2 separate regions of the Triticum aestivum genome follow, and region 2 is linked to region 1. A link is a contact called in public Hi-C data. All regions are on one chromosome and are shown on one strand. Each heading gives the region's core, a stretch centred on a gene start, on an enhancer-like site or on the middle of the called end of the contact. The rest is flanking DNA. Distances are from core to core; before and after follow the strand shown. Region 1 holds the start of LOC123181595. Region 2 holds the start of LOC123168743 (U-box domain-containing protein 33).

What was found. Hi-C and Micro-C count contacts between places; a contact is called where the count stands out from the background.
Region 2: a contact with region 1 is called in a Hi-C map of leaf, with 5 times the contacts expected there. The contact joins the promoter of LOC123168743 here to the promoter of LOC123181595 in region 1. A contact is called at or near these places in 4 of 5 Hi-C or Micro-C datasets (leaf, root and an unstated tissue) and 1 of 1 datasets of contacts at active chromatin or transcription factors (leaf).

Annotation. Positions count from the first base shown.
Region 1 is chr1D:299,627,578-299,632,491 of IWGSC CS RefSeq v2.1, reverse strand. It overlaps LOC123181595, which reads right to left and starts at 1,877. Exons shown (of 2, transcript XM_044593899.1): 1 at 1,396-1,877; 2 at 164-999. The coding sequence starts at 1,757. The coding sequence ends at 657. LOC123159031 (U-box domain-containing protein 33-like) reads right to left here and starts at 3,990. Exons shown (of 7, transcript XM_044576835.1): 1 at 3,825-3,990; 2 at 3,606-3,727; 3 at 3,417-3,538; 4 at 3,164-3,268; 5 at 2,896-2,992; 6 at 2,597-2,737; 7 at 2,330-2,485. The coding sequence starts at 3,861. The coding sequence ends at 2,330.
Region 2 is chr1D:299,790,964-299,795,877 of IWGSC CS RefSeq v2.1, reverse strand. It overlaps LOC123168743 (U-box domain-containing protein 33), which reads right to left and starts at 2,149. Exons shown (of 7, transcript XM_044586615.1): 1 at 1,845-2,149; 2 at 1,624-1,745; 3 at 1,375-1,496; 4 at 1,143-1,247; 5 at 923-1,019; 6 at 677-823; 7 at 1-587. The coding sequence starts at 2,016. The coding sequence ends at 138.

The DNA.
Region 1 (4,914 bases), core at 628-3,127:
GTGCAAGCCAGATAAGAAAGGAAGCCCACGGAAGGAACGCTAGACAACCAGGTCAACGGGCCAAGAACAATCACATCAGCCTGGCCCACATGCAGCCAAAAAATGCTAAGCGAACCAAAGCAATCGCCACACCCGTTCAAAAAATTTGCATCAAATTTCTAAATACACAAGACATTTGTACACATCCACATACCAAAAAAAGGGCACGTGCCATGTACACAATTCACCATGGGTCACTTTCACACAAGTGGGTGAATGTTGGGGCAAAAACCTTGCCTGCAATAGAGGCTTGGGTATGACTTCTTGCTTCTAGAAACAAGGAAAGAGATTATAATGTGCTTAAATCTTGAAGGTAATGAGGTAATATACGAAGAAAAAAAATTCAGTACTAGTCAATCGTAGGAGTGTATCTTAATTTTGGTTTCCATAGAAACAACAACATTTTAGGACATTGATGAAAATGCACCTAATTCCTGTCCTCCAACGCTAAACAGTAAAACTGCACCTATCTCTGCCCTCTCAGCTTTTAGCGTTTCTGGTGAGTATATGCTGTACTCCCTCTGTGAACAAATATAAGGGCGCTGATAGGCGCCGGCGGACCGGCCAACTTTTGGGCCGGTCGCTGCGTGTACGTTCGATAGAGTATTTTTCAACCGTCAGATTAAAATTAACTTCGTCCCCATAAAGTCAACACACATAGGAAAAAGCAGATCAGGAAAAAGTGAGCGTGCGCGCATGCCCCACTCCGTGCAAGCTCGCCGGCCGCCTCGCTTGTCCTCGGCTACCCGAGCTTGCCGGTGACTTGTGCCACCACGCCGGCCATCCGCGCTCGCCGGCGACCCATGCCACTGTGCTCGCCTTGGCTGCCTCCACTCACCATGGTTGCAGCTCGAACAAGAAGGGTCCAGAGCGCCATCACCATGGTTGCAGCATCCCGACGTCCTCGTCTCCGGCTCGCTGCCGTCGTCGACTTGCACCGTCATCTCCAGCAAAAAAAATCTAAAGTAACAAAAAACTTCGGTACTCCGTTGAAACAAAAATATTTGCCACTTCCAGCAAAACTTAATAGTGGTTCCAGCAAAAATCCCAGCAGCAAAAAACTCCGATGATCGATTGTATCAAACACATTAGCCAGTTCCAGCAAAAGAAAACACTGGTTCCAGCAAAACAATCTCAAAGCAAAAAACACCAGCGCATCGTCGTGCTGGTTGTAGCAAAAACATGCATCGCCGCCGATGGTCGCAACAAAATTTCTCGACGGATCCAGCAAAAAATCATGCCATTTGTAGCAAAGAAAGGAGGTGGCAGCAAAAACTACTCGACGATTGCCTGGTTCCAGCACTGGTCAGTGTGGTTGAAGCTTTTTTGTCGGCCGGTTCCAGCAAAAAGACTCACCGGTTGTAGCACCGGAGGCCATCGTTTCCACCGCCTGCTCCAGCGCCACGACCACGACCATATGAGGGGGAGGCGGCGGCCATGGCGTTGATGGCTAGCAGCAGCAACCTCACAACAGCGACTCCGCTCCTTCTCGGCCCCGCCCCCTTGCAGCAGTGCGAGCTGCAGCCGTATGTACTGCCAGGGGAGAAAGCCGATGGGGATGCAGCGGCTGCGGCGTGTGTGGAGCTCGTCGCCGGAGGGGGATGGGGATCCAAGAGGAAAGAGGAGAACGGCCGGCCGGAGCTCGTCGGATTTTGTGAGGGAGCAAGAGAGAGATGGATTTTGAGGTGGATGAGAGAAAGGATTTGAAAGAAATTCATCGTGGGAGAAGATAAGGCAGAGCAAAAGAAGATAAGGGAGAGTGGGGCTGCCCCGTGGACCTACAGCAGATACCTCGTGGTCGTTGGATCAAATTCAATCCCACGTCCCACACGCATCCGGTGGAGCGCTCGGCCGGCGCTCCGACCTGAAACGTTTTCCTAAATATAAGAGATCACGAACGCTCTTATATTTTTTTAAGGAGGAAGTACTTGCTAGCAGGTACCCAAATTAGTACAGTGACGACAAATTTGGTACGTCACGCACGATACCGCCTCTGCTGCATTCGAATCACAAGGAAACAGAGCACTGCCACGGCGCAAAACCCAGAGCGCGCGAGCCAGCGGCTGACCGCACCGGCACTCTAGGCGAACCCCGTCTCATCGGGCACCTTCCCAGCCCTCTTGCTGGGCGGTGCCTCCAGCTCTCTTCCACCATTGCGGCATTGCATCACCCTTCACCACGGAAAAGGCTCCGCCGGGTTACCCCGCCGCTGCTCTAAAATCGCCCGGCTGCGGCCGCGGCGCCAAAGTTGGATTTCGTCGCATCGTCGCCCGTGACGACGATGTGCTGTTCAAGCATCGATCTCGCCGTGACTGCCTCCCCGGTCGTGTTTTTGCTGGATTGCCTGTCGTAGCCGCGCGATTTCTCCGTCTGCTCTCGCCAGAGCTGCTTCGAGCTCCTCCCTCTTCTTCACCTCCTCAAGGTACAGCTCCTCGTGTTCTTGCGCCTGCAAGGTTCACAGTTCCGATCAAGCTCCGAAGAAAATACCAGTACAATGCAGGCTTAATTTTGCCTTGTCTTGCACTGAAGCTCATATCCAATTCCGGTCCGGTTGTACTTTGTGGAGAGATGCGGCTGTTTCTTCTTCTGCCTTTTGGCGCCTGCAGGATTCCTTCAGAGCTCTTCTCATCAGCTCCTCGACTGCTTTGCGTGCCTCTTCGAGTTCATCGTCGAAACTCGGTTCCATCTCGGTGTCACCCTGCAAAGGTTAGACGAAATAAAGAATTAAGAAGCACAATGATGAATCCCGCCATTTTTGCAAAAAAACAAAACAAAAAAAAGAGTGTTGGAAATTAGAAGGTGTGCCCCGCAAAAAAAAAAGGAAATTAGAAGGTGTGGTTGCATGATCTGATGCACCTCTTCCTGGGGAGATTGCAAATCCAGAACTTCATGGCCAAGATTAGGGAGCAAAGGTGCAGCAACAGTTGATGGTGCAATTTGTACTTCCTTGTCCCTGCAATGGATACCTGAGTCAGTTTGCTGAAATAAATTTCGTTGGAGAGTCAGAGATTTTTGGAACTCTGCTATCCATAATCCATTAGCCATGAGAAATCGGAAAGCTTCTTCGCAAAAAAAAAAGAAAAAGAGAAATCGGAAAGCTGCTAAATCAGATGAAAATGTTTACCTGGTACAGACTAACTGCTCCTTGCAGACGAACCAGATCTTGCATGATGGATCAGCTCTCTGCATTATTTCTGTCGCTGTCTTGGACACAGGCTTGTCGAGCTTTCTGAAACCGGATATGAAAAATCATAAACGTGGAAGTTTAAATGTTTCAGAGCTCCCTGTCCCTACCCAAAATTTTATTAAAATAAAATAAAATACAGAGCATGTCTGTATGTGCAAGAAACAGAGTTCTGCCCCGACAGATATCATACCTCGAGTAGTGCCTGTCCGCGGCGGCTGCGATCACTAGCTTGGTGATTCCATGGAGCCGAATGAGCTCGACAAGACCGGACGCGGCGTCTTCCTTCCCGACCACCAGCTTCTCGCATTTCACCTGGAATTTGCAGACACTGTGTAAATTGTTGAGAAGAAGGGAAGTTCTTTTATTTCGAGAATGGCACCTTGATTTGCGAGCACTGGTGGATGTAGTCGTCCAGCATCTCGTCGGCCCTCTCACGCTCCGCCCTTCTGAACACGCGCACCGGCTCCGGGCTCAGCTTATCGGCGTGGAACTTGACCCCCACTGAGATTTTAGGACAGGACCAAACATGTGATGGATGAGACCCGCAGTAGCTAAGAGAGCAGAGTTCGACGATGTGGCGAGGAAGGAACGCACGTACTGATGGGGATCATCTGCGCCGGGACATGCACGTGCATGACGACGATGGTGGTGGCGGCGCCGCCGTGGAGATGGCGGAGAGCCCACGCCAGCGTCGACTGCCCCGCCCTGGGCTCCGCCGGCACCGCGACGAACACCTTCTCCTCCTCCTCCGCCGCCGCCGCCGCAGCCTCCATCGACCGGTCGTCTCCGCCCGAGCTAGCCAGCCGATCCTCCTCGATCGCCCCGTACGTGCGTGGAGCTCGATGTCTCGCGCGGCTGAGGGCGGGCGGCAACAGCTATGTGCTCGTAGCCTTGTAGCATGAGTAGGCGACTTTTGGGACGGTGGCGCGTCGCCGTGGGAGGAGAAAGCCAGACGGGGCAGCACAGCAGTGCGCGACAGCGACGTGCTGCAAGTATAGCTAGCCTCGCGACGGAGCCATTGGTCAACTCGATCCAAGCCTCGGTTGTGAAGAGCTCGGCCTTGCTCCTTCCGTGATCACGTAAACAAATGCGTTCCACGGATTAGTCGCCGGGTTTCCAATTCCGATCGACCGGAATCTTACATGGCGGGAGCTAAAAGATGCCGGGAATCTGAGCAACATACACTGAACCTGAACTCCTGCCTGGTCTGTTCGTGCAACTGGGGTTGTGCCATACACTGCATCTCTTCTTTTTCTATAGTGATGAAGAAATGGCAAAGGCTGTTTGTTCAAAGGATTTAAAAGGGTATAATAGCTGACCTGGAATTTTCAGTTCAGTTAAACAAATCCAATGAAGAACTCGTGCGAAAAGGGCAGACTTGTTAATTATAAAGTAACTTTAAAAAAAAGAGGTTAGACCCCGGCCTCTGCATCAATGGACGTATACATCCATCTTTATAAGTTATTCCACAAATGTCTGACAAAAATATACATCAAGCCACCCGAAGCCATCACTCACACCTACAGACTCGATAACGTGGAGTGCTCTCACCCTCCATATCTAAAACCGGTGTCGTTGCCGATCCATCCACATAACTTATCTGAATCAACAACCGATGCAGCAGATCAAAGGCGCACACCACATGCACACGTTTTAGAAGCCGCCATCATCATCGTATCACTGACCCA
Region 2 (4,914 bases), core at 900-3,399, 160 kb before region 1:
TTTGAAAATGTTCCCGTATGTGAGTGCCCGTGTATATATACAAGCGATTTTTGCAAACGAAGGACGAAGAAAAATCTAAGGAGAAGCTGCCAAGGCGATTCAAGGAAACGGGCACCGCTGCTGCTGCTGCTGCCGCCTCATGTATTCCTGGAGACCTGGACCGCGGCACGGAGGGTAAAACTGGGGCGCGCGAGCGGTAGGGCGACGCTGGCGACGGCCACGCCTTCGGGCGACGGCATCCCGTCGAGCCAGCAACACCCGGCCACGCCGGCTTCGCAGGTGAACCCGTCTTCGTCGGCACGGGGCGACCATGGTATGATGACCGACGACGGAGACGACGCGGCGGCCAGCTTCCTCTGGCACTGACACTGGCAGTGCCAGAGCACCGCCTCCGGTTCTTCCTTGCTCGTGCTTTGCTGTCCCAGGGACGATATCGTCGCCGTCGCCTCCTCGGATTCCTCCTCGGCCGTGTCCCGCTGGATTGCCTGTCGTAGCTCTGAAATTTCTTTCTCTGCTCTCGCCAGGGCTGCTTCGAGCTCCTTCCTTCTCTTCACCTCCTCCAGGTACAGCTCCTCGTGTTCTTTGGCCTGCGATGCAAGGTCTCGAATCAAAAAAATGTTTCCAACTGGAATTGGCTAGTTTATGATGAATTTGGGTTTATGACAAGGGGTTGTACTTTCTGGAGACATGAGGCCACTTCTTCCTCTGCCTTCTGGCGCCTGTGGGATTCGCTCAGAGCTCTGTTCATCAGGTCCTCGGCTGCTCTGCATGCCTCTCTCAGCTCGTCATGGAACCCCAATTCAACCTCACTGTCATCATCATGCTAGAAGAGAGAACAAAGTTCAGAAGCGTGCCATCCTGACATTCTTGCAAAAAGCAGTGTTTGAAAATTCAGGAGAAGTTGTTGAATGATCTCACTCACCTCTTCCTGGTGAGTTGACAAACGAAGGACTTCATGGCCAGGATTAGGGAGCAACGGTGCAGTGACAGCAGATGATGCAATCTCTACTTTCGTTTCCCTACAGTGGAAATCCGAGTCAGTTTCCTAAGGTTTCTGTCTCATAGATTTTGGAAACACCGTTTTCGATTAGTGTCACCAGTAGAAAAAAAATAGAAAGCTGTGACATCAGATTTTTATTTACCGGGTGCAGATTAACTGCTCCTTGCAGACGAACCAGATCTTGCACGATGGACCAGCTCTCTGCATTATCGATGCTGCTGTCCTGCAGACAGGTCTGTCCAGTTTTCTGTAACCAAAAACAAGGAACTTGCACTTCTGAATGATCATCTTTTTGTTAAAACTTATAAAAACATACAGAGCATGTCTGAATTTGCAAGAAACAGAGTTCTGTCAGTGTCAGGAGGATATCATACGTGGAGTACTGCCGGTCCGCGGCAGCCGAAACCACCAGCTCGGTGATCCCGCACAAGCCAATGAGCTCGACGAGGCCGGAGGCGACATCTTCCTTCTCGATCACCAGCTTCTCACACCTCACCTGGAGTTTACAGACATTGTGCAAGCTGATAAGCAGATGAAACCTTTCAACCTTGTGTTAAGAAGCTGAGTGTTGAAGAAATGGAAAACGTTTCAGCATTCAACCGGAAGGAACGGAGACGGAGTACCTTGGTTTTCCGGCACTGATGGACGTAGTCGTCCAGCATCTTGTCCGCCTTGTCGCGCTCCATCCTTCTGAAGGAGCTCACCTGCTCCGAGCTCAGCTTGCTGGCATGGAACTTGGCTCCCACTGAGATGGATAATCAAGCAAGGAAAGAAAAGGTCAGCGACGATGCGCTCGCAGGTGCCGGCTGGAACAAATGCATGCGAGATGAAGGCGAGCACGTACTGACGGGGATCATCTGCGGCGGGACGTGCACGTGCGTGACGACCACCGTGGTGGCTCCGCCGCAGAGATGGCCGAGAGCCCACGACAGCGTCGACCGCCCCGCCCTGCGCTCCGCCGGCACCACGACGAACACCTTCCTAGTGTTCTCCTCCACAGCCACCGCCACCTCCATCGATCGATCGATCGTCGCTAGCTCCTCCTCGCTTCCTGGAGCTCGCACCAGGAACTTGCGGTTGACGACGCGCGGGTTTCAACTATTCTACTAGCTCATATGTAGAGGAGACTTTGGACCCGGGGGACGGGAGGGAGACGGTGGCGCGTCGCCGTGGCCCGTGGGAAGAGGGGGAAGCCAAAGGCGGGACGCGACAGCGACGTTGGACACGGAGGAGCCGACCGAACCGCCAGTCAACTTCGAAGCTCAGGTTGTTCTGAACTCGCTTGTCGCGTCACTACAGGACTTTTGGCTCGATTTGATGCCGAATGATTACCGTGTCATCTGGGTTTGAGTTTGACTAGTTATTTGTCGTATATAGTTTTCCCTGCACGGCAGGATATAAAGATGCTGCGAATCTTGCATCATATGCTCAAAGCCTCAACCTCAACACCTACGGCCACTTCTTTGAAGCAACTCTTAGCTTATAATAATGGGAGTGCCTAGAACTCATTTAGATGAGATATAATTTGGTCTCATTCACCTTGAAAACAAAAACAGATACAACCCACGTCAGCACACACGCATCTTATAGCATCACATCCAATGGCTATAAAAGATGAATGAGTCCAAACTATATCTCATCTAGATGAGTTCTAGCAAAACTGTATAATAATCTATAAGCCGGTTCAAGTTTACTTCTAAAAATGGACTTTACTGGAAGGCTCGAAAATTGGGCTTTCTAAAAGAAATGGACTTATGAATTTTGTTGGAGCTACAACATGCTAGCCCTCTCTTCTCTCTCAACTGGATTTTACGCTCCCAGAGGATTTTATGCTCCTCCCTGGGATTTTACGCTCCCTTCTTGCTCACAGTATACCTGGCCATAACTCGGGCCGAGCCGGGCTTCAGGCCGGGCCTAACAAAGTCCGAAGTAGAAAACCTAGGCCCGGCCCGGCTCGACCATCAGGCCTAGTTGTTAGGCCCGAGCCCGGCTTGTCAGTCAAAAAACCCGTCGAGCCTCGGGCTGGGCCTCTTCCTTAAATTGCAAAAATGACAAGCCCAAGCCCGGCCAGGCCATCAGGCCCAAAATCTAGGGCCAGGCCCTGCCCGGGGACAAGGTCGGGCCTCTCAAGAACACACACGCAACTATACTTGAGAGGTTGAGTCAGGTGACCTGGCAAGCCGTTTAGTTTGTTGGAGCCGAGAGAATGGGTGAGTTAGTTAGCTGCATAAATGAGTAGTTGCACACGTCGAGCATAGAAAACGGATTGTGGCGTTGGCCCATGCTGTTGTTTATATACTTCTGCATTGAAAGATGGGGGCAGGAGAAACAATGTAGCCACGATGGTCACCAAGGGAGGGAGTGTCTCTCGGCAAAGCGGCCCACCTGTCCGGCCCACGAGAGATAGGCCAGCTGCCCGAGGACCTCCTAATTCAGGACTCCCTCAGTAGCCCCCGAACTAGCCTCCAATCGCCGGTGCTTCATCGTGTCTTGGGATCTTGATCCACCCGAGGTCTTCGGCTTGCGGGGTAAGTTCCTCCCCTTCTCTATGTTCGGCATAATATCCTTCAGGTGAGCTCCAAGGGCTGCTCAGCTGGAATCCGGCCATGTGCTAACCAAACAATGCTCGGCATCTGAGCCGCAGAGGCCAACCACCCGAATGTGAACAGTGTCCTCGTATGACAACTTTTCAGCGAAGAGTCACACCTGGTCAAAAAAACACCGAACCGTTGCAGATGCTCGATTCGTGGTTCGAGGCAGCGCCTCCATTGGCACGCCCCATCGAGGTGGAGATCGTGCCCGTTTTTTAAGGGATATGATTAATGATTTGTGTTATCCCACTTCGCGCACAACGCCACGATTGCACCGGGAAACGGCAAGGCTTGCGGTGTAATAAGAGGACCTTAGGTATTACAGCCGCTTATAAAAGGGAAACAACCATCCTTATCAGAGCACGCCTTCTCCTTCCCCTAGCCATCGCCTCTCCCAACCTTCAGAGCTCCAGCGCCCTATCGCCTTCGCCCTCAAGAATCCCCCCTCAACCTTTCCCTCAATTCGGCCATGGCCAGATCCGGCGTGGGAGGCAAGTGGGAGGCCTCGACCGTCACCAAGAAGGATATCGAGGATCTGAAGCGCGCTGGCTATCTTCCGGTCGCCGTCGTCCAACGTGCCCCAGAAGAGAGCTAGGTCATCCCCTCGCCGCAACATGGCAAGAGGGTGGTGTTCGTCCCCCACTTTATCCAAGGATTGGGCTTCCCGCTCCACCCTTTCGTCCGAGGGCTGATGTTCTTTTATGGGCTAGATTTTCACGATTTAGCCCCGAATTCTATCCTCCACATCTCAGCCTTCATCATTGTTTGTGAGGCTTTTCTTCGAGTCCATCCACACTTCGGCTGGCTGGAAGTTTTTAATGTCAAGCCGAAGATCGTCGATGGCCAGCAAGCGGACTGCGAGCCATGGTTAGCAAGCTTGCCCATGTTGAGTGGCCGGTGGGTACGTTCATAGATACCATCAAAGTTTGGCAGAAGGAGTGGTTCTATATTACAGAACCACTCGACACAGCCTGGGCGGCGGTCCCCGAATTCAGATCCGGACCGCTCACAAGGTTGACCTCATGGACCAAGAAGAGCCTCGATTGGGGGTTACCCGACGAGGTGGAGTAGTTGTAGAAGCGCATCGTCAGCGTGAAGAAAGCGGGCGCCAAGCTGACCAATGTGATCCAAGTGATGCTCTGTCGCCGCCTCCTCCCTTGCCAGCAACGTGACACCCCAATGTGGGCATACAAGTCCGAAGACCCCGTCATCGTGCATCACTTCCATGGCACTACCCACGACAAGCTGTGGAAGGTACTATTCAAACCCCAAAAGGATTGGTCGACTGAAGAAGAGGACGTCGACCTCGACACCGAGCACCCC